Linked DNA regions of Triticum aestivum: regions 2 and 3 are each linked to region 1. Evidence: chromatin contacts called from public Hi-C data. All regions are on one chromosome and are shown on one strand. The core of a region is the stretch at or near the end of the contact, and the rest is flanking DNA. Distances in the headings are between cores, read along the strand shown.

Evidence for each region. Hi-C and Micro-C count contacts between places; a contact is called where the count stands out from the background.
Region 2: a contact with region 1 is called in a Hi-C map of leaf, with 5 times the contacts expected there. The contact joins the promoter of LOC123098102 here to the promoter of LOC123098098 in region 1. A contact is called at or near these places in 2 of 5 Hi-C or Micro-C datasets (both in leaf).
Region 3: a contact with region 1 is called in a Hi-C map of leaf, with 3 times the contacts expected there. The contact joins the promoter of LOC123098099 here to the promoter of LOC123098098 in region 1. A contact is called at or near these places in 1 of 5 Hi-C or Micro-C datasets (leaf) and 1 of 1 datasets of contacts at active chromatin or transcription factors (leaf).

What each region holds. Positions count from the first base shown.
Region 1 is chr4D:388,080,005-388,082,971 of IWGSC CS RefSeq v2.1, forward strand. LOC123098098 (small GTPase LIP1) reads right to left here and starts at 1,403. Exons shown (of 7, transcript XM_044519975.1): 1 at 1,292-1,403; 2 at 237-328; 3 at 11-152. The coding sequence starts at 1,397. It overlaps LOC123098096 (cell cycle checkpoint protein RAD17), which reads right to left. Exons shown (of 11, transcript XM_044519973.1): 11 at 2,109-2,594. The coding sequence ends at 2,361.
Region 2 is chr4D:388,879,785-388,882,751 of IWGSC CS RefSeq v2.1, forward strand. It overlaps LOC123098102 (pto-interacting protein 1), which reads left to right and starts at 1,354. Exons shown (of 10, transcript XM_044519978.1): 1 at 1,354-2,382; 2 at 2,489-2,574; 3 at 2,677-2,795; 4 at 2,930-2,967. The coding sequence starts at 2,241.
Region 3 is chr4D:388,714,474-388,717,440 of IWGSC CS RefSeq v2.1, forward strand. LOC123098099 (protein EARLY-RESPONSIVE TO DEHYDRATION 7, chloroplastic) reads left to right here and starts at 1,565. Exons shown (of 4, transcript XM_044519976.1): 1 at 1,565-2,580. The coding sequence starts at 1,586.

The DNA of each region.
Region 1 (2,967 bases), core at 153-2,652:
CGTCATTTACCATTGATTTGCGTATAGAAAATTGAACGGCAAGCTTTGTAGCGGTCATGCCCTGAGACATCCCAAAGCTCAACAAAGAAATTCCTTTCAGCATCATTACTGATGTTATTAGAAGAGCCCCCTGCACTTCCACAAGTAACATGCTGAAATAATAACAGTGACAATGTAAGTGGATTTAAAAAAAGCAAATGGTACAAGCTGGCAAAGCACAGAGCGAGAGCACCTACTTTAATGCCCACCGCACATCCTACTGTCTGAGCTGGTCGAGCAATAGCAGAACCTTCTAAGATGAGATGCACCAGTGAAGATTTACCGACACCTGAGAGAGAAATAAGGAAATTTAATGCAACTGAAGAACCATATTCAGAAGAGTAGAACAGCATGCAACTATGGTGTGGTTTTTTGGCTGCCGATTCTCAGGCGCATACAAAAAAGTTCAGCCACTATTGGTGTAACAGAGTAACTTGTATGGGCAGTTGAGCACAGTTCAGAAAATACAGTAGAAGGTTGCATTGAATATATTTTTTATATATATTTCTAAGGATGGCGAATGCAATATGGAGCTTATAACAAATAAATAACTGGGTTCCACGCATGGTCCTAGTCCAGATTTTACTTGGCATTGCTTCATGTTGTAGTCCAGATCATGGTGTGACGCATAGCAGGACAACATCACAAATTGCACACACCACAATACTTGTTTCAGAAAAAGAGAGAAAATCCTTCTATACCACTGAATACGGCTATATAGTCCGTAATTGCCACAGCAAAACTCCCTGTTGCAATTATCTCCCCTTCAATACCCAAACATTAAGTGCATTGAGGCATATGTGAAACGAAGGTTGCACTTGGTGATCTTTCAGTCAGATTTTTTTGCGCACAAGGAAAGGATTTTCTAAAATTGATTGGCGTGCTTACTAGTAAATGATTTGTACAAAAAGTAAACAAATGTAGTAGTACAAGGGCAAAAAGACGAGTTTCTCCCACTCCATTTGGCTTCCCAATCACCCACATCCAAGCAGGAAAAGTTCAGAAAGATGGGCCATTGTCCCAACCCAACTAACAACACTCCTTTCTGTACTCGATTTGTTCACCAGGTGTGATCCGAGGACGAAGGCGGAACCGAACACTGACGAATAGGCTCTCAATAGGCAATTCACGATCCATCAAAGTCGTCAGTAACACATGCCTACTCTACATCCTCCCAATCTCACGACATCCGCCAACTACCAGACGTTCACGAGTTGGCGTATCACAGACGGGAGGCGCGGGGAGGACGGACCTGAATCGCCGACGACGAGGACGCGCACCTGGCCAAAGGGGCCGACGCCGCTCTGCTCCCGGCCGCTGCTGCTGCTACTCCGGGCGCTGCTGTCCTTCCAGAACATGGCCGCCGCCGACGCCCGGGACCCCCTCGACGAGACGGCCCGGGGGCTAGATCACGAGAGCAGTGGGCGCGATTCGAACCGCCGGGCAGGAGGCGGCGGAGACGGAAGGAATCTCAGGCGAGGAGGGCTGGAGCACCAGCCGCGAAGGAGCATTCCAGTTTTCAGGGGGATCGTGGCGGGTGCGAACGGGATGGCCTGACGCTGACGGGAGAGTAGCGTTTGGCGTGTCGGTCGATGCTCTGCTCCTCTTCTCTTCCTTTTTTATCGGTTGGCGGATTGTGATGGCGATGTGAATCTTCGGCTCTTTCGTTTGATCCAAGGTGACTACTCGTACAAGCAAGTACTACACACTTTACGCGCAGGATTGACCTTGGATTAAAGAATGCGCGCTTGGATCCTCTTGGCCGTGTAGCACATGACGCCGTACAGTAAGTCAACATCTGAGATCTCCTGCGAGTCAGATTGGGAGCGTCTGATTCTGATTCTTTTTTTTTTTGAACGAAGTCTGATTCTGATTCTGATACTGGGAGCTCGGGATTTTTCTTTCCTTTGCACTGGATTTGCTGCGCGTCTCGGCCAAACGCGCACTGATTGATGTTAGGCTCACCTGCATCACACACACGCACGGCGTCGGCGACCATGCAACTTGCTGTACTGACCGAGGAAATGGAAGCGAGCCAAACAGTAGTAGGCAGTTGGACTGCGCAGAAATAACGAACATGGCCAAAAACACATGACCCAACCACTCAGAGGTAATTCTGACGTTTTACATGTTACTGTACTAGCTCCGTAACTAAATATAAGATGTTTTTGCAGTTCAATTTAAACTTCAAAAACGTCTTATAGTACTTAGTTACAGAGGTAGTAGTTCCTGAAGATCTCTACCAAAACCCCTCAAAAGAAAAAATCTCTCTACCAAACTAGATTACATCTGATATGAGCTAGATCAGCATGGTTGTACTTTTACCATTCTTCTATCTCATCTTCTTCTTCTTCTTCACTGTTATTCCCTTCAGCATCAAGCATATCAATGGAGTTTGGGCCACCTGCGACATCGTGGCGCGAGGGGTTATTTCTGGTCATATCATTGTGGGGGCTTATCCATCTCTCGAAAGGCCTGAAGTCAGTGACCACGTCGGAGAAGTTGCGAGAACCAGACGTGCTAGACGGATCAAATCTTTCTTTAAGAATCAGACCCTGCATTGTTGTTTCCAACAAAACGAAATTGCGGATCATCAGATGCCAGCTAACAAACATGAATAGAATGAAAATGGAAAACTGATCAGCGCCACACTGATCTAAGTACAGCTATGAACTTTCATCAGCACGGTTCAACATTAAAGTAAAATGAGTTTATATATTCAAATGATGAGCACCTGAATGTCTCAAGAGCCTAGAACGAAATTTTATACATGATGACTTCATCAAAAAGAAGAAAAATGTGATATCGGCGTATAGTGACGCTCACAATGTATTTTCTTTATTACAGAAGACAACGTGCACAAAGATGGATACATGACTCATTTTTCAAGATCAAGTTAAATGCATGAAAGGTAGCATGGTGTCAAAT
Region 2 (2,967 bases), core at 104-2,603, 800 kb after region 1:
TCCAACGACGAAGAGTAGTTAGGGTAGTACGTAGGATTTCTTTTACATGCTTTGTTGGATTTAGGGGATAAAATATGAGAGAGATGGATGTAAAGTGGTTAATTTAAGGTGTGCCCGGTCATTGCCCGCGGACGCGTCCGCCGGCGTTCCAAGGGCTGGATTTGCAAAGTCCTGTAGATGCTCGAAGTTACTTCCTTTCCTCTGTGACCAGCATAACGCATGTATCACGTTTGCAGGGATTGCGATCCAAGGGTTTCTTATGCGTGACGGCTGACAAACATCCGACGCGGCCATCGTGATTACGTCACCTTCGTAAGTATTGTGCTCGAAACAGTTGGATTTTGTACACCACGTGCTGGCAGCAATACACTGTCGCATCTATCCTCGTGTCATGCGTGCATTGTGGTGTTTTGCTGGAAGCCAAGTTTGCGTACCAGTCAGCTCTTCGTACTTGTGTGATAGGCACGACACGCCGCTCACATTCGGTTTGCTTAACTTATTTTGGAAGAAAAAAAATCATGACAATTTTCATCTTAAGGTTGTCGCAAAGACTTTCGCTCCCGATTTCCCCGTGCATTTCATTCTTTTTATATCTGTAGAAGATGTGTATTTGTAGGCCTATTTGAAGATAGTTGAATGACATGAAAGTGACATTGCATGGACCGCCACTCGATCGGCAGCATGATCGATCAGTGAGCGAAGATTACACAGTGACCTCATTCGGACTAGGGTAGAGTGCTCTGAAACACGCCTCCCGTCCCGTATCTGCAGATGTTCTGACGTGGCAATAATACGGATGGACGTAACATGAACGGATGTCGATCGCGGTTGAAAATCAACATTTAATACTGAACTACCAACGGTCCACGTCTGGCCATAGATCAGACGAGAATTTACTATTAAAATGTTGAACCAGAGGAACAGAAAATACTAAACGAAAACGACCCGTACGAAGGGTGATGCCTTCGCCGGTCAACCCTGCGTGCGTGACTGAATTTGCAATGCAGTGCGCGATACGGCAGCACCAAGAATGCTAATCCCAGTGCATCTGCAAGCATTGGCATCTTTGCAACGAGGCCGCACGCCAGTAACTATTTACTACTAGCGGTAGTAGAACAGTCCTACTGAATCACCCCGTCGTACAAATTTGGATCCTTTTCTCCCTTTTTCCTTCCAGTTCGTGTACAAATCATCGCCAATGGAAGCTCCCTCGGTCAATCCCCTAACCATCTTCCATCATTTTTCCTTTACCCCTCCAATCTCCTCCACCGCCTTTCTCCGTCCCATCATCACAGATCCTACTGCACACATACAATACTTTTCTCCCAATTGACCATATCTATCTAATCTATCCATCCCATAGCATTGCATCACCTCCACTTCGCTCTCGTTCGTTTCACCTGCGTCTGCGTGAGTGCGTGTCTCGGTCGCCGTCTCCGTTTCCTAGCCGTCGGCCTACCGGCGCCACAAAAGACAGCAGCCTAGCAAAGCCAGCCCGCTCGCCGCCGCGGACCGCGACGAAGACCGTCTCGGGCCGTTCAACCCAAGCCCCTGCCCTGCGCGGCCTCGTGTCTTTCCTGCGGCATTCGTGGTTGGAGTGGTTGGGCGGAGCCCGCCCCCGCCCCCGCCCCCGCCCCGCCTGCCGATGGTGACGGCCGGCGGCGTGTCGCGGCGCCATGTAGAGTGAAATTTTATATACCATCTCCACGGCTGAGGCCTGACAACCCAACCAGATTTTAGGTAGTTACCTCTGTCGCTTGCCGCTCGCTGCCCGCCTTCCCCCCTTCGCTCCGCCACATCTTCCGCCCGCTTGAACTCCTAGCGGTAGGATATATTTGCCGCTTCCCTCTGGCTCCTTGCGCTTGTACTGTATCTTCCTCCTCCCCGGTCCGTTGGTTCACCCCCCTCGCCCCCTTTCGGCTCGAGTTAGATCATCCATCGGCTGTAAAGCCGGCGGGTGGCTTCGCTTCGGCGCGCGGGACGGGGCTCGCTTTCCGGGAGGCCGCCCCTGCGACGACAGCCGCGCCATTTTCTATTCCAGCGGAGGGGGAGGTTCCGGGTCGTAGTGGTGCTGCATTGGCTGCGGTAAGCGGGCTTCGTATCGGCCAACAGGGGAGGTCCACGGCGGTTAGTGGTTGAGCCGCCGACTGCGTGCTGCGGCGAGTATTATCTATCGATCGCCATGGCGGACAAGTGTGATTCCTGGTGATTCTCTCGAGCTGCCACTGGTGGGGGGAAGCATGGCGGGGGAGGGCGTCGGGCGGTGCATACTGGTGGGGCTGCACATGGACGCCGTCGGCAAGGAGCTGCTGCAGTGGGCGCTCAACCAGGCGGCCAGGAGCGGCGACCGCGTCGTCGCCGTCCACATTTACCGCAAATCCGGTAGGTACCCTGCCCCTTATCCCATCTCCTATCCGTCAAGAACCTTTGCTTGCTTGCAGCTCGATTCATGGTAGCATTTCCTCGTGTTTGTCTTGAATCGAAGGAGACCTGTGCAAGACGAACGCGCTGACGCTGATCAGGACGCTGGACGACTACCTGGCGGAGTACGAGGCCATCTGCAGCAAGAAAGACGTGCGTAAGCAAGCAAGCAAGCACGAGGCCTTCACCGCCATTAATGTCGTTGGCGGTTGCGTTCATGTGCTGGTATTGATGGTATGGTTTCATGTCCGTCAGATCGTCCTCGTGGGGCGGGTGACGCCGGGGAGCTCGATCCAGAAGGTGCTGGTGAAGGAGGCAAAGCTCTGCGCGGCCATGGCGGTGGTGATTGGCGCCAACAAGAAGTACTCCTTCGGGTCAGTGCCGATGCTCACCTTTCACCTCCCAGCAGCAGCAGCAATCTTGGCGTGATCCAACTGTTTGTTTTCTGCACGATTAGTTAACGCCCGCACCAAAAGTAATCGATTCTTTTACTGATGTGCTCGATCAGTGGCTCGACCGGCCTCGCCAAGTACTGCGCCAGGAAGC
Region 3 (2,967 bases), core at 315-2,814, 630 kb after region 1:
GCGACTGAAGATGAAGTCAAAGGTTCAACATGGTTCATCGACCCAAGGAAAATGTCTCCGAAGCATAAAAATCGGGTCGGAACCATCTTCAGCCTCTTCCTCACTCGGACCTTAATCCTTTCGGGGGCTAATGACGATGACATGTACCTAGGGTAGGGTAATAGGCCTGACGTAGACACCCTTCCCAAGGACACTGCCCTAGAGTAAAAAACATTCAAAGGACAACAACATCTGCCGACTGAAATCACCTCAGAGTGCAACCCACTCGACCAACAATTCCACTCGGATAACCCAATTCCATTCGATCAGGATATACTCATTCGACCATAACAGAAACCACTCGAAGCACAGAAGATTTATAGTTACTCAGGATGGCAACGGTTAGGCATTCACTCCGTAGTCTTAATGGTCAACGATATGTCTTTATTGCTGGCGTTACCAGTAACGTCCCACCTTAATGTATATTGAACCCTTTGTAACGTGGGCTGGCTGGGGTCTGGCACACTCTATATAAGCCATCCCCCTCCACTGGCACAAGGGTTCACATCCCCTGTAACTTCACGCATAATCCAGTCGACCGCCTCAGGGCACCGGGACGTAGGGCTTTTACTTCCTCTGAGAAGGGCCTGAACTCGTAAATCTTGCGTGCACAACCTTATCGTAGCTAGGATCTTGCCTCTTCTTACATACCCCATATTCTACTGTCAGACTTAGAACCACGACAATCGACGCGTTGGAGTTGCTCTAATGCAGTCAATCAATATGCAGACAGCCAAACAATGTGCAAATGATAATTATTTTTTTCCTATTTCTTCGCAGTCAGTCCCAGCTGGGACCAATATGCAAAGGGTGAAAAACGACGCGGACAACCAAAGACGTCCATGAAAATGCGCGGACAAATGTGGAAGCTCGATGATACTCTCTCCGTTCCATATTAATTTAGTACGGAGGGAGTACATTTGATGCCCACCGCTTCGCCGGCCCGCCCGTGCACGGCGGCGGAAACAAAAAAACATGTTGACTACCGCCTGCTGTCGGCGACGCGGTGAACGGAAAACCAACGTACCACCACCGTCGATCGTCACTCCGAAGTTGTGCAACGGCACACCGCCAGGTGCCGAGAAGCTGCACACACGTGAACTCTGGAGCGCGCCAGTTCGTGTTCGCCTTCCCAAAGCCATATTCTTTTGCTGCTGGCACCTCCGTGGCCGGTGAGCTGTTCCCCGGGCCATCCCCACGGTGTCTACGCGTCCTCCTCGCTTGCCTTCCGGTTCCTTTCTTCCAAAGTCTTCTCGTCTATCGGGGAACCCGGATCCCCCTTTGCCACCGCCATCTGCACCCACCTGTGTGCCGCCGCGGACGCACGGCCGTCCCGTCTCTGACACGCTGCCGACCAGCTCCCCGTCGCCGTCACGGGCGCAGGAAATCCCCGCGCACTGGGCGCCACCGCGAATCAACTGTCGCCTTCGCCGGTTCCACCCCTCGCGTATTAAAATCCCCTGCACCCGCTTCATCCTCCCCACTTCGTTCCCCTCTCGATCCGGCGTACTGTGACACGACGCAACAGCCGACCAGCGAATCCGCCATGGCCTCCGCCTCCAAGCAGCAGAGCATGTACCCAGAGGTGCCCCAGTCCCACCCCGACCACAACACCGCCTTCCAGTACAACCCCGCCGCAGCCAGCACCGGCGCCGGTGCCGGCGAGTCGCTCTACCCCACCATGGACCCCCACGAGATGGCCGAGAACCTCTTCCCGGCCGACGCGGCCGAGGACGCCGCCCCGGCCCCGCCCACGGTGGAGGAGACCCTCGTCGACGTGCCGGGCTCGCAGCTCCACCTCGTCGACCCCGACCGCAGCCTCGACCTCGGCGCTGGCACGCTCTCCATCGTGCGCCTCCGCCAGGGCGACCACTGCGTGGCCGTCCTCGCGCGCCTCACACCGGACAAGTCCAACCAGCGGCGCGGCTTTTTCAGCTTCCTCAGCAGCGGCCGCTTCACCGACGCGCAGGAGCCCGTGCAGTGGCCGCTCGCCAGCGACGTCGCCGTCGTCAAGCTCGACGCCGGCCACTACTTCTTCTCGCTCCACGTCCCGCACTCGGACCACCCCGACGACAAGGAGGACGACGTGGCGGAGACGGACGCGGACCGGGAGGCCGCGCTGAGCTACGGGCTCACCGTCGCGGGGAAAGGGCAGGAGCAGGTGCTGCAGGAGCTGGACAGGGTCCTGAAGGAGTACACAACCTTCTCCGTCAAGCAGGTCGACGACGAGGCGGGCGAGGTAATGGACACGAGGGCGGTGTCGGAGATCACACCGGAGGAGGCTGCCGGGGACAAGAAGGAGGAAATTGAGGAGCAGTCCGCGGCCTTCTGGACGACAATCGCGCCAAACGTAGACGACTACAGCTCGTCGGTGGCGAGGCTTATCGCCAAGGGCTCGGGGCAGCTGGTAAGGGGCATCATCTGGTGCGGGGACATCACAGCCTCCGGCCTGAAATGCGGGGAGGCGGTGTTGAAGAAGGGTGCGGGGGCGAACGGCAAGCATACGCAGGTGAAGCCGAGCTCCCTCAAGAGGATGAAGAGGTATGGATAAAGAACATACTATCGTTTATCTCTACTATGTTGCAGAGCAGCTCACATTGGAGTAGCTTAGATGCACTTTTTTAGTCTGCCATTTGATTAACTAAATGATTCACTTAATTTACAGTTCCACTGTTCCTGTTAAGCTGCAGCATTGGATGATCTAAAATTTAACGAATGAGATGACTCACCTCTTGCCATTAGTTGCATGGTCTAAGATCGGCATTTGGATAAGGGATAATCAGTTATAGCTTCGTTATGCATGTTATGTCCAGAATAGTCAGGGTTCTTACTAGTCCTCCATTGGATTGCACTTGATGAACAGAAAATATTGATTATGCGGTCACAATGTTTTTTAATAGTAAGCTTATGAAGTTATATTGCAGTAGC